Linked DNA regions of Mus musculus: region 2 is linked to region 1. The links are chromatin contacts, called in public Hi-C maps. All regions are on one chromosome and are shown on one strand. Each heading gives the region's core, a stretch centred on a gene start, on an enhancer-like site or on the middle of the called end of the contact. The rest is flanking DNA. Distances are from core to core; before and after follow the strand shown.

Evidence for each region. Hi-C and Micro-C count contacts between places; a contact is called where the count stands out from the background.
Region 2: a Hi-C map of Sertoli cells shows a contact between it and region 1, with 1.9 times the contacts expected there. The contact joins the promoter of Cx3cl1 here to the enhancer-like site in region 1. A contact is called at or near these places in 20 of 39 promoter capture datasets (the 3T3-L1 cell line, 3T3-L1-derived adipocytes, the C10 cell line and 12 more), 2 of 15 datasets of contacts at CTCF or cohesin (the NIH/3T3 cell line and stem cell-derived epiblast-like cells), 50 of 484 Hi-C or Micro-C datasets (the 3T3-L1 cell line, 3T3-L1-derived adipocytes, the AML12 cell line and 36 more), 25 of 115 datasets of contacts at active chromatin or transcription factors (the HPC-7 cell line, the NIH/3T3 cell line, SST interneurons and 17 more) and 5 of 9 other capture datasets (adipose tissue, embryonic stem cells, liver and 2 more).

Annotation. Positions count from the first base shown.
Region 1 is chr8:94,727,288-94,733,309 of GRCm38.p6, forward strand. No RefSeq gene overlaps it. Among named protein-coding and RNA genes, the nearest start is that of Ccl22, 15 kb to the right of the region's middle. Within about 2 kb of position 2,219, at least 11 of the 459 cell types and tissues checked have an H3K27ac peak or open chromatin away from gene starts, as enhancers often do. A contact at or near this core is called in Sertoli cells and erythroblasts, where this site is marked.
Region 2 is chr8:94,768,648-94,774,669 of GRCm38.p6, forward strand. It overlaps Cx3cl1 (chemokine (C-X3-C motif) ligand 1), which reads left to right and starts at 3,533. Exons shown (of 3, transcript NM_009142.3): 1 at 3,533-3,687. The coding sequence starts at 3,618.

The sequences.
Region 1 (6,022 bases), core at 969-3,468:
TATAAAACATCTTCCCCTCACCTTTTCCAAGACAGACAGACAAAAACCCAAACAACCAAAAAACAAAAAACCCAACAACCAAACCAAAAAGACAAAAAACAAAAAAACCACACAATTACCCCATTATTATTTATTTCTTTTTCATGCTAATGTGTCTTGAATAAGAATGGTCCCCATGGGCCCCTATATTTGGATGTTTGGTTCCCAGTTGGAAAAATTGTTTGGGAAGGATTAGGAGGCCTGGCCTTGTTGGAGAAGGTGTGTCTGGGGATGTGGAAGGAGGAGAAGTCCATTGGGGGTGGGCTTTGAGGTTTCAAAAGCCCACTACAGGCCCAGTCTCTCACTCTCTGCTTCCAACTTGCAGATCAGATGTAAACTCTCAGCTACCACTCCAGCACCCTGCCTGACTGCTATCTCTTCATAGCAACAGAATAGTAACCAAGACATACACATAGGGATGAAGATGTCTTCGTGTGTGTGTGTGTGTGTGTGTGCAAGTTGAGTGTTCTCTATCACTTCCTATTAATTTTTTTTACCTTTTATTTGTTTGTTTGTTCATTCAGTTATTTATTGTGTGTGTGGTGGTTTGAATAAGAACGGCCCTTGTTGGCTCATATATTTGAATGTTTCATCATCTGGGAATGGCACTATTTGAGAAGGAGTAGGAGGTGTGGCCTTGTTGGAGTGGGTGTGGCCTTGCTGTAGGAAGTGTCACTGTGGGTGGGCTCTGAGATTTTGAGACACCAAGCCTGGCCTGGAGTCTCTCTCTACCTGTGGCCTGTAGATCTGGATGTAGAACTCTCAGCTACTTCTCTCCCTCCTTGCCTACCTGCATGCTGCCATGCTTTCTTTCTGCCGTGATGATAATGGACTAAACCTCTGAAAATGTAAGCAAGACCCTGTTTGGCTTCAGACCCCAGGACGAGGGACTGAGTTGTATATTTTGATGTATATCAAAGCAGACCTGGCCTCCAGGTTCTCACCATCCCTCAGTCCCCACCTGCCATACTCTTGCCCCCAACCCTGAACTTTCTAGCTCAGGGACTGGGCTGCCCTTCTCCTGAGGCTCTTTCCTATATAATCCAGACATTTTGGTCTCTCTCGTCTCTCTTCTCTCTCTATGCTCATGCACCCCTTTCTCTCTTTCCTAAACTCTCTTTTTCCATGGCGACCTCCCTGGCCTTGGTCCTTGGAGCATGTGAATTCGCCCAAGAACAGCTTCCCAATAAACCTGTGTTTAATGTAATCTAATCTGGCTTGAATTGGCTTACTTCATCGGCAGAGAAATAACCTATCAGCCCCAATTAAATGCTTTCTTTTATAAGAGTTGCCTTAGTCATGACATTTTTTTCGCATGACCCTTACTAAGGCCATGTGAGCATGCATGGAGAAATGCGAAGGTAAGATACTTTCTGGAGGCAGTTTTCCCCACCATGTGGTTCCTGGAAGTAAGACAGAGGTGCCAGCCTTCCAGGGAAGGACCTTTCCCCTCAGAGCAATCTCAAAGGTCATGCCTATTACTTTTGAGTCAGGGTCTCCTCCTGACCCTGGTACTCTGGTGTTTCAACTAGGCTGAGCAAGCCCCAGCAACCCTCCTGTTCTGTCCCAGTTGGGTCTGGAGTTATGGGTATTTATGGAGATGCCCAGCTTGTCATGTCTGTACTGTGATTCCAAATTCAAGTCCTAATATTTGAGGCATAAACAGTCTTAATCACTGAGCCACATCTCCAGACCTAGGAAAAGTTCAGTCAAGTGACTTGTTGATGTTAAAACACTCTGAACGGATGCTTTGTAAGCAGCTATTTTATGGTGGTTTTAGTACAGTTAATTCCCAAGACATCTGCAACCAAGAAGGGAGTAGTATGTCTAAACTTTACATATAATTCAAACATTTATAAAGTTAAACACATGGAGATTTAGCACATATAGAGACCCTCTTGGCAGCCAGATAACAAACAGCAACTGTGACCACAGTAGAGCTTGCTATGCAATGGTCCACCAGGCTGGAGAACCAGCCTGATCTTCCTCTGCCACCAGGCAGGTTGAACAGTGTGAACAAACCCCATTGAGAGTGGAGAAATGCAGACACAATCGTAGTGTTGAAACCCCCAAATTACTGATGCTAGAGAGACTTCAGTGTTGTGTACAGTTTGCCTCTGTGTTCCCCGCCCCGTCCCTGCCAGAAGCTCCCATCCTCCCTCCAGCCTGCAGCAAGCAAGATATGCAGACAGCTGGTTTCTGAGCTGTGTCCTCCTGCAACAAGCCCAGGGCTCCCTCCCCCTTCCCTGGCCGCTCTTCTAGTGTTAAAATGGCACTACCTATAAAACTCCCCCTTAATGAGGACATTCTGAGGAGAGAGCAAGAGACATCCTCCCTGCCTTTGTGTCTCCAAAAAAACCAACCCTCCTCCTGATAAGCAGCAGAAGTCCAGGTGCCTGCCTGTCCTTGAGACCTTAGAGAAATAACAAGCTCAAGGGAGACTAGGGCCTTGCGTTTAAATCATGGAGAAAAGGTAATCAGAGATCAGGTCACAGATAGTTATGACTGGCCATAAAATTAGTTCCCTGAACAGACACCCATTTACCCCCCCCCCCTACTTCATTCCACCAAATGACTACAGCCCTCTACTCCCCTTTTCTGTGAACATTCATGGGATTCCTAACTATACTGTATATAAACCCAGTGTTTTCTGGACTCAGGGTCGCTTGCCAGCATTCATGGGTTGAGTACAAGGCAGGCAATCTGAGTTTAAACTTGAAACACTGAAAGACTCTTTTGCGAGTTGCAGTGGACTTCACAATTCTTGGGCTCATCTGGGTTTCCCATGGGCTCAGAGCACAGTGATAACTGCACCTCAGGAAGATAGAGGCAGAGAGACACCTCACCAGGCTGAGGATGTGGCCATCTAACAAGGGAGCCTGCCGCCATCCACACAGCTGTGAGAGGAAACAGTTGATACAAGCAATAGAATCCTTGTAGGGGCCAGGCAGTGGTGGTGCAGAGGCAGGCAGATTTCTGAGTTCAAGGCAAGCCTGGTCTACAGAGTGAGTTCCAGGACAGCCAGGGCTACACAGAGAAACCCTGTCTTGAAAGGAATCCTTCCAGGCTATGTTGGAGCTCGATGATGGCTTTGTTTAGTGTCCCCTTAGCTAAGCTCCCAGAGACCAACCGGCTCTTGAGATGGACAGGCATGTTCCTTACTTTAGGAACCCTGCCTACCCTCTGTAGAAAGATTTTGAAAAGCACCTGGAAAAATGATAAAACAAAGCAAAATAAAACAAAACTAAACAAAAATATATTTAAAGAGTTGGGGTTTTTTGTTTGTTTTTTGTTTTTTAAGTGATCCTGCATGTGAGAAAAGAGGTTTACCAAAAGGCCTAGAGTTGCTAGATCTGCCCCTCAGGCAATCCCTCTATTGAAAATCCTGTTCTGTACCTTTTTGCCTTGACTCAGTATTCTGCTATTGTAAATATAAGATACACTTGTGCGAAAAGCAATCACTCTGTTTGTAGTTATTATTATAGCACAGCTCTCTAAATTTGTAAAAGGTCTAAAATTTTTATTTCTGTCAATATGGTAGATTCATCCTACTCAACCAATGATTCTAAATTTTGCTTCAAAGGTGAAAAAGCTAACGGTCACCATGGCTACCTAAATGAGTCCTGAACAACAATGACACCATAGAGATGCTGAAGTGGGAGGGGCATAAGGCATGAGGTGTCACACTAACCAAAGAGAGGCAACCAGCTAAAGAAGGCTGAGAGTGGAAAAATAGTATTTCCCAGGAAAGAACACAGCAACTGGTTCTCCAATACCAAGTAGACAGCCATGAGATCATATGCATACAAGTAACATTCTACACACTGAGCAGGATATATATAATTATAATACTATGCACAGAAATAATTATGTGTATTATATATAATTTAATATATAAATAATTATATAATAGTATATTGATATATAATATATCGAGATATAATAAATATATATTCATATAAGTTTATAAATATGTGCATGTATATATGCTTATTCATATATGAACAATTAAAGAAAGAGAGAGCAAGGGGGATTACATTTCATGGAAGGGAAGAAGGAAAGGAAAGGGAAAGATAATGTCATTGTAATTTAAATTTTAAAAATTATTTAAAAAGTAAAACCTAAATTAATATGTGTAATGGCTTAAATGTGAATAAGCCCCATAAGCTCATATTTGAAATCCTGGTTCCCAACTGGTGGGAACCATTTTGGAAGTGTAGCCACCAGCGGCTGCGGGTTATTGGATTCCTGAAAGGAAAGAATGGGGTTGAATGGGAAAGGTGGTGAGAGAAATAAGGAGCCAAGACAAAGTTCTCTGATCAAGGCCCAATGTTTACTGATGGGTCTGAGCTTATAAAGGGGAGGAACCCATCCCCCACCATGCCAGGATCTTGTGGTCACTTATCTGTCAGGAAAACAAGCTCAGCTGCTAAGCAGGTAACTTCTTTCAGGAAGCTGCAGATGTGGCAGACAAAAGACTTTACCTAGGTCAGAAGACTGGGCCCTAGGTGAGCTAGCAACTGTGGCAAGCAAGGTCTGAGACAGCCTGCTCGAGGCTGGGGGGAGGGCAGTATATGTAATTCTCCTGTGTAATGATTCTAATTGCTGCTAGCTCATGCATATATGTAATATGCCTCTGGAGTTATACTAGGCTTCTACGGTGTAAAGCTTAGGACACTTTACCAAGCTGTCCTCTGAACTAGCATCATCGCCGATGCTACTCTTCCACAGGTTTTGTGTGTATATTCCTAGTTGAATCATGGGTCTTTTCTTGAGGCTAAGGTAATTAGATGTGCCTTAACCCTGTGTGCTCCAAGCTGTGCCACCTCATAGGTACTGCATGTTAGTCACCTCCTCCAACAAGGCCACACCTTTGAATCCTTCCCAAACTGTTCCATCAATGGGAATCTGAATATTCAAACCTATGGGGCCATTTTCACTATGGGGCCAACTGCCACAACATTATTGATTGATTGATTGATTGATGATTGACAGATTTTCTTATTTTAATTATTTTTTAAAATCTTGTGTGTAAGGGTATTGTGCCTCCTTATATGTCTGTGTACCATGTGCACGCAGAACACACAGAAGTCAGAAGAGGTGAACAGAGCTCCTGGAATTACAGTCAGTTGTAAGCTGTCATGGGATGCTGGAAACCGAATCCTGGTCTGCTAGAAGAAATACTCTTAATTGCTGAACCATTTCTCCAGCCTGATTCTTATTTGTGTGTGTGTGTGTGTGTGTGTGTGTGTTGAGTGTATGCCTGCATGTTCACACCACTGTCCGGCTGTTTCAACAGGCTCTAATCATATTATTGCATGATATATATATATATGGGATTAATTGGGTTGTATGCTAATAAAACAGAATTTGTTCATGCAATATCAGAGGCCCACCATATACAAACTGGTCCCACATAAATATGTCTCACAGAGCAGAAGAACATAGCATATTCCCGCACTTCCATCCTGCGCCCTTAGGAAGGGGGTGTCCAGTGGCATGGGGCTGCACACTTTTTGGAGTGGGGGAGCTGGGGGAGCGTGCCTACAAACACAGGACCTGTCCACTCTGGGAGAAGACTGGACATATACAAAACGCTCATGGGAAGGAAGAAATGGCCCATTCTCATGGCTCTGTATGCTTCCCTATTACCGAAGTTCTAGCAAGGCCTTAAGGGAGGCTTAACTGCAGTGGTACTTCACCTCCTTGGTTTGGTTCAATCCTAAGTGTTCTATCCATTTAGGCCCCTACTGCCAGTGGCATAATTTTGGCCTGATTCCCTTCTCAGTAAGCTTGTTGGTCCATGGGAAAGATACTTATCTTTGTGTCTCAACTTCCTAACTGGCGACGTGGATGGCAAATGTTTATCAGCTCTGAGTACTTTGGGGCCGTCAGGGAATTGCCCCCCCCCCCAGGATCCTGTGGGTTGTAAAAAAAGAGGTAAGTTGACTTCTTCACTTCCTCTCCATAAACCTTTTCTTCC
Region 2 (6,022 bases), core at 2,283-4,782, 43 kb after region 1:
GTCTTGATTCAAATCCTTCTGCTTCCACCTCCCAAGTCCTGGGATCAGGGTTGCAAGCCAGCATACCAAATTTTGTGTTGCTGGTGATGGAAGCTAGGGCTTTGCACAAGCTAAGCAAGTAGTCTACCAAATAAATCACACACCCCCAGTCCCATCCTTTCCTTCCTTTCTTATTATTTATTTTCATAGTCTGGGATGGAATCCAGGCCCTCAGTATGCCAGCCAAGCACTGGAACACTGAGCTACACTGCCAGCTTACTGTTCTCTAATTTCTTGCCTCAGCCCCACAGCTTGAGAGTCCTGGGGAGGCCTTGGACCTTCCTCCTGCTACTGAGCTGAGGCTCACTGGGGCCAAGAATTATGGCTTATTTGCTACTCTCTGAGTCTCTTTGTCTTACCACAGCCCCAGGCACACACAAGGGATTTGCAAACATTAGCACACTCTTGTGTTCTGGGCACCAAAAAAGCCCTCAGTTTCATTCACTTCCCTGGGGACTTGCAGTGGTAGCCATTAGCATCTGTCTTAGTTTGGGTTCCATTGCTGTGAAGAGACACCATGACCAAGGCAACTCTTATAAAGGTAGACATCTAACTGGGGCTAGCTTACAGTTTTAGAGGTTTAGTCCGTTATCATCATGGTGGAAAGCATGGCAGCATGCAGGCAGACATGATGCTGGAGGGGCCAAGAGTTCTACATCTTGATCAGAAGGCAGCAGAAGGAGACTGTTCTGCAGGCAACAAGGAGGAGACACTGATTCCACACTGGGCAGAGCTGGAGTGTAGGAGACCTCAAAGCCCACCTCCATAGTGACACACTTCCTTCAACAAGATCACACCTGCTAATAGTGCCACTCCCCATGGGCCAAAAACTCAAATACAAGAGTAGATGGGGGTCAAAATTCAAACCACTGCTGGGCTTGGTGGCGCACACCTTTAATACCAGCACTTGGGAAGCAGAGGCAGGCCGATTTCTGAGTTCAAGGCCAGCTTGATCTGCAGAGTGAGTTCCAGGACAGCCAGGGCTACACAGAGAAACCCTATCTCAAAAAACCAAAAAACCAAACCAAAACAGAAAATTTCAAACCACCTCAGCATACTACAGACAGAAACACTGCAGTACATAGAGCATTAGTAACCTGCCCAAGTGGGACCTTTAGGAAGGGCAGAGTTGAGCTTGAATTGGGTCAATGGGCCTGAAAGCCTGGCTACTGTGTCCAAACTGCATCTCAACAGTCACTCCTTGAAACCTGGATGAGATGGGTGGGACCAACCATCTGTAGATGAGAAGCTGGTTCTGGAGGGAGCACAGACTGCCCCCTGGAGCTGAAGCTAGGTCTGGAGGGAGCACGGAATGCTCCTGGAGCTGAAGCTGGGTCTAGAGGGAGCACGGACTGCCCCTGGAGCTGAGCAAGTTCGGGTAAAGCTGTTTTTACCTTCTCAGTTCAGACACTTGCTTATCAAATGGTTCCTTGCCAGTGGGTGGTGACTCAGACCCAAGAGACAGCTAGTTGGTCATCCCATCCTTCTTGACTTCCTCCCTGGTTATCTTCAGCTACTCCATCCATAAAGCAGCCCACCACAGTGATGGATGTTAGCCTTATAGCCTGGGTGTGTTATCATGACTATGTGTGTTAAACATGGAACTCCATTAAGTTTTGTTTAGTTGGGGATAGACACCAGGCTTTTGGCATGCCAGGTGAGTGCTGTACAGCTGAGCTATGTCCCCAGCACCATGGGAAACGTTATTAGAGAGTGCCTGGATCAGAGTTAATTTAGTGCCTCCTTCCTAATTTTACAGAATCCAAACATTTCACAATAACTCTGGAGCCAGGCTTGCATCCTGCAAACCATCTCCCTGCCCTCCAAATTCTACTCTGGAGCTCACCCTCCAGTCAGGGATTCCAAGTCTCCATTCCCAGATCCTTTCCCTTTAAATATGTAAGTGTTGATTTCCCATAATCCTCCTTGGATTCCCCTACCTACCCCTGTCTTCTCTCTCTTCTCTCTCCCTTTTCCTCTGGTCCCCCCCCCGCCCCTCCTTCTTATCCTATCTGCTGCACAGGCACAAAGAAACCTAGACTTCTGGGTTTTATTTCCCTGTTTGGTTTGGAGTTTTTGTTTTTGTTTTTGTTCTAGCCAGGCTGGAAGTCACTATGTAGCCCAGGCTAGACTTGAACTTTAGACGATCCTTCCTCCACCTCTTCAGTGCTGCAATTACAAACATGAGGTACCCTACCTGGCCCAGCCCTCCATTTTTATCACTTCTTATTAAGTCTCTCCAGCTGTAAAATGAGGCTTCCTGGCTTCTTATCTGGCCAGCTGAGGGCAGGTTCTCTGGGCCTCAGTGGATATTGATCCCTGCCAGGACAGCCACCCTCAACACTATCAGTACCCACACCAGGTGCTAGCCCTGCTACAATGTATAGCAGGAGAGAGCACGAGGTCTTCGGGGGCGGCAGCTGCAGCCTCTGCAGTCTGGACCAGGCTGGCTATGGTCCAACTGGCACCTTAGCCTAGGACAGTTTTCTACACAAACTGGTTTTTCCTTCTGGCTGGCAGCCCAAAAAGAGTAGCGCAATTCACTCCCAGCCCGAGGCTGGGGAGGCTCTGACTTTTCTAGACTCCCAGGATTGTACTCCCTGTCTTCCGGGAAGTCAGGTTGTGTGCAGTACCCAAGCTTTGCTGCTAGGTCTTGCCTGGTCTCATGGAGAAAGCTTCTGGAAGATCCGAGCCAGAAGCTGGGTTAGCCAGACTCTACAGTGGCAGAGCTACCCTGGAAGGAGGCAGGACCTCTCTAAGGCTCTGCATTAGGGTCCAAGAGGAGCCAAGAGACCCTTAGCTCCGAAGACAAGTTCGTGGCTGTGCTGTTTCGGGAGCTAGCAGAAGGCACAGCCAGCCCTGGATAGAGCAAAGGCTAGAGGGGCTACACAACAGCTAAGGAGGCCAGGAGGCCCATGTTCCCTCCATGTCCATGTCCTCAGCAGCCCTGGCTCTGCAGTCTTCTCCTCCGTGGTCTTGATAAGTTTATCGAGTGAAGCTCTGTGTGATTTGGAATGGTCTCTCCCTTCTCTGGGTCTCAGTTTCCCCACCTGTCCATAGAAGGCAGGACTGGATCTATGTTTCAGGAAACTGCTTGCCAGGTTCGGTGTTGAGTCCAGCAGATGCATAGGCTGAAATGTATCTGGGGATTTTAAGGGGTGATTGCTGGGGGTTCTGCATCGCATGGGCGAAAGACCCCATCTGCCCCCAGATCAAGAAAGAGCTTGGCAGATCCGGCCTGGCGGGGACCAGCGCTCTGCATGTCCCTGGCTCAGTGTCCGGCTTAGACAAGACCTAGGTTCTCCAGGGAAGGTAACCCTGCTAACCCACCAGGTTCCCATCGCGCCGCTCCCGCAGCGGAGCCCAGCGCAGGATTGCAACTGGTTCCCTGGCAACCTGGGAGGAATCCAGCCGCAGCTACAGGCTCTTCCTCTCCCCTCCCACCGCCTCCTACTGCGGGCGCCGGGGGCGGAGGCTGCCAGCCCATTATAAAAAGCAACCGAGACCAGCCGCGAGTGACTACTAGGAGCTGCGACACGGCCCAGCCTCCTGGCCCGCCGAATTCCTGCACTCCAGCCATGGCTCCCTCGCCGCTCGCGTGGCTGCTGCGCCTGGCCGCGTTCTTCCATTTGTGTACTCTGCTGCCGGGTGAGTGGGTCCCGGACCCTACCTCGGGGAGAAAGGAAGGGTATGCAGACTGCATCTCCCTGGGGAAAATAGGCCCCCGCGAGTCCCAGCCATCCCAGTGGCTTCTGGGGTGGGAGTCGGGGAGACACCTCGGAGGTGTCTGTGGGAGACAGAAGCTGTGTGGGGAGGAGAGCGAGGGCTGAGGGAAACCTGAGCAGGCTCCTGGCTGACGGACAAGAGGTGGTTCTTCCTACTGAGGTTAACTATAACCTGTATAAGCTCTGGCCCGGGGCCAGGGACTAGGTAGGACTTTCCCCTGCCCTGTCGCTCCAGGCCCCCAGAAATAGTTAAGGTCAAGGTCACTGCAGCTCATGGGGATGGAGCTTGTCTCTAGTACTGGCGTGCAGCTTGTCGTCTCTCTGCCTGTGTCTCCCCCATCATCCTTGCCACTTTCTCCAAACCCAGCTTAGAAAATATTTTGTCTCTACGGACTTGCTTCCTGGAGTCCACTACCTGGTAGTACAAGGTGTAGACATTCCTAGGGACATAGGAAAGATGGAGAGCTAGAGCTAGAGATCTGTTTGAGGATGCTCAGCCAGTATGCAGGGCAGGAGAGAGTGATGCCCAGGGACTTAAGGAAGGAGAGACCAACAGCCTTGCCCACCTTCTCTTTTGACCATTCCACCTCCTTTAACCTCTAGAGCTCCATCCTCAGGGAGGGCCGAGGCTATTTAGCCAGGCTAAATTAGCAGGTTGTCGCTCAGAGAAGGTGGCACTCTGCCTTAGGGCGCACTGTGAAACTGGAAAAAAATGAGAGCCAACCCCCAGCATCAAGGATATCTCCATGGAACTAAATCACCAGTGCCACAGGGAGCTGGGTGGGTGAGTGGGTGGGAGTGGGGGTGGTGGGATAAAATTGTGCCTGCCTTTCTGCTGTCTGAGCTCTGGCCCTCAAGCCTGAGATATTTGTAGACAGTGCGCACGGGGAAGTAGGAATCAGATGGAGGTTGCTTTGCCATCACCTCCCTGTGTGTCAATGGAGCAGGGTCTTGACTTCTCTGGTCCCAACTGCTGTAGCATTCACGCCTTACCGGTGAGAAAACTCCAGTGTCTAGGGAGGCATTTTGGAAAGTGCATGTGGTCATGGTGGTAGCTATCACTTTCCTAAGCTTATAGGGAAATCCTAGGCAAGGTTGAAAAGAAAACCCAGAATGTCTGATGCCTGAGGACCCTAATCGTGGTTGCTGGCTTTGCCAGGACACAGTGAGGATGGATGACTCAACCCCAGTGAACCTCAGTTTCTTCTCCCCTTGAATGAGGTATTCAGCTGGGTTCACCCTAGAGCTCCCTCAGCAAGGGGGGGGGGGTGTCTCAGGCTTTAGGGATGCTGCAGGCTGGTGCAGGGCATCTGCGTCAGTCCCCAAATGTGGGTCTGCAGGGCTGTGTCAGGCGAGCGAGCGAGCGCTCAGCGCTTTATGTAACAAACCTGCAAATGCAAGTTGGAGCAGGGAAGGCTGCTCTCCAGCACTGACGCATTCACTCCCACTCAAGTCTCAGCAAGAAAGAGAAAAAGAAAGAAAAAAAATATATCTGCTTTCAGCTGTTCCAGCCTGCTTCCCCCATCCTCAGTGGGGGTGGAGGGGGGCAGAGGCGGACAGCTCCAGTGTCAGTCAGATCGAGGGCCCTATGGATTTAATTAGAAGCTCCCCCCCCACACACACACACACACTTCTCTGTTGGTCGAGGTTTTATATGCCATTAAGCACCTCTGCATGCATCTCATCCATTCATTTGGTTGGCAAACTGGACACCTGCTGTGCGACAAGCGCATTTCTGGTTGCTAAGACCACAGCAGGGAATAAAGGGCCCACGGGGCCCAGCTCTCAGGGTGCTGAAATTTGGCTGCAATACACAAAAATAAACCAGTAAGCCATTTGGTCTGTTAGAAGGAAAAAGCACAGGAAGGGAGGGGTGGCTTAACTTGTGTTGTTTGCTTGGTTTATGTTTTGTTTTTGAGGCAGGGTCTTTCCATGTAGCTCTCCTCCTGCCTCAGCCTCCTGAGAGGGGCCTATGGGAAATGTGCTGTTCTATGCCTACATGATGTTGACATTATCTGTGGGAAGAAGGTTGGGAAATGAATGAGCTCCCTATAGGATGATGGTCCTCCCAGGGGATATTTGGCAATTTCCAAATTTATTATTATTATTATTATTACAAATGTCCCAATATTTTCAGCTCCTGGTGTAGAATGCACAGTGTCAGCCCCCACAACAAAAAATGAGCAGGTCCAAAATGAGAACAGTATGGCCATTGAGAAAAGCTGCCCCAGGGCCCACCCAGTGTGTCTTAGCAGTCC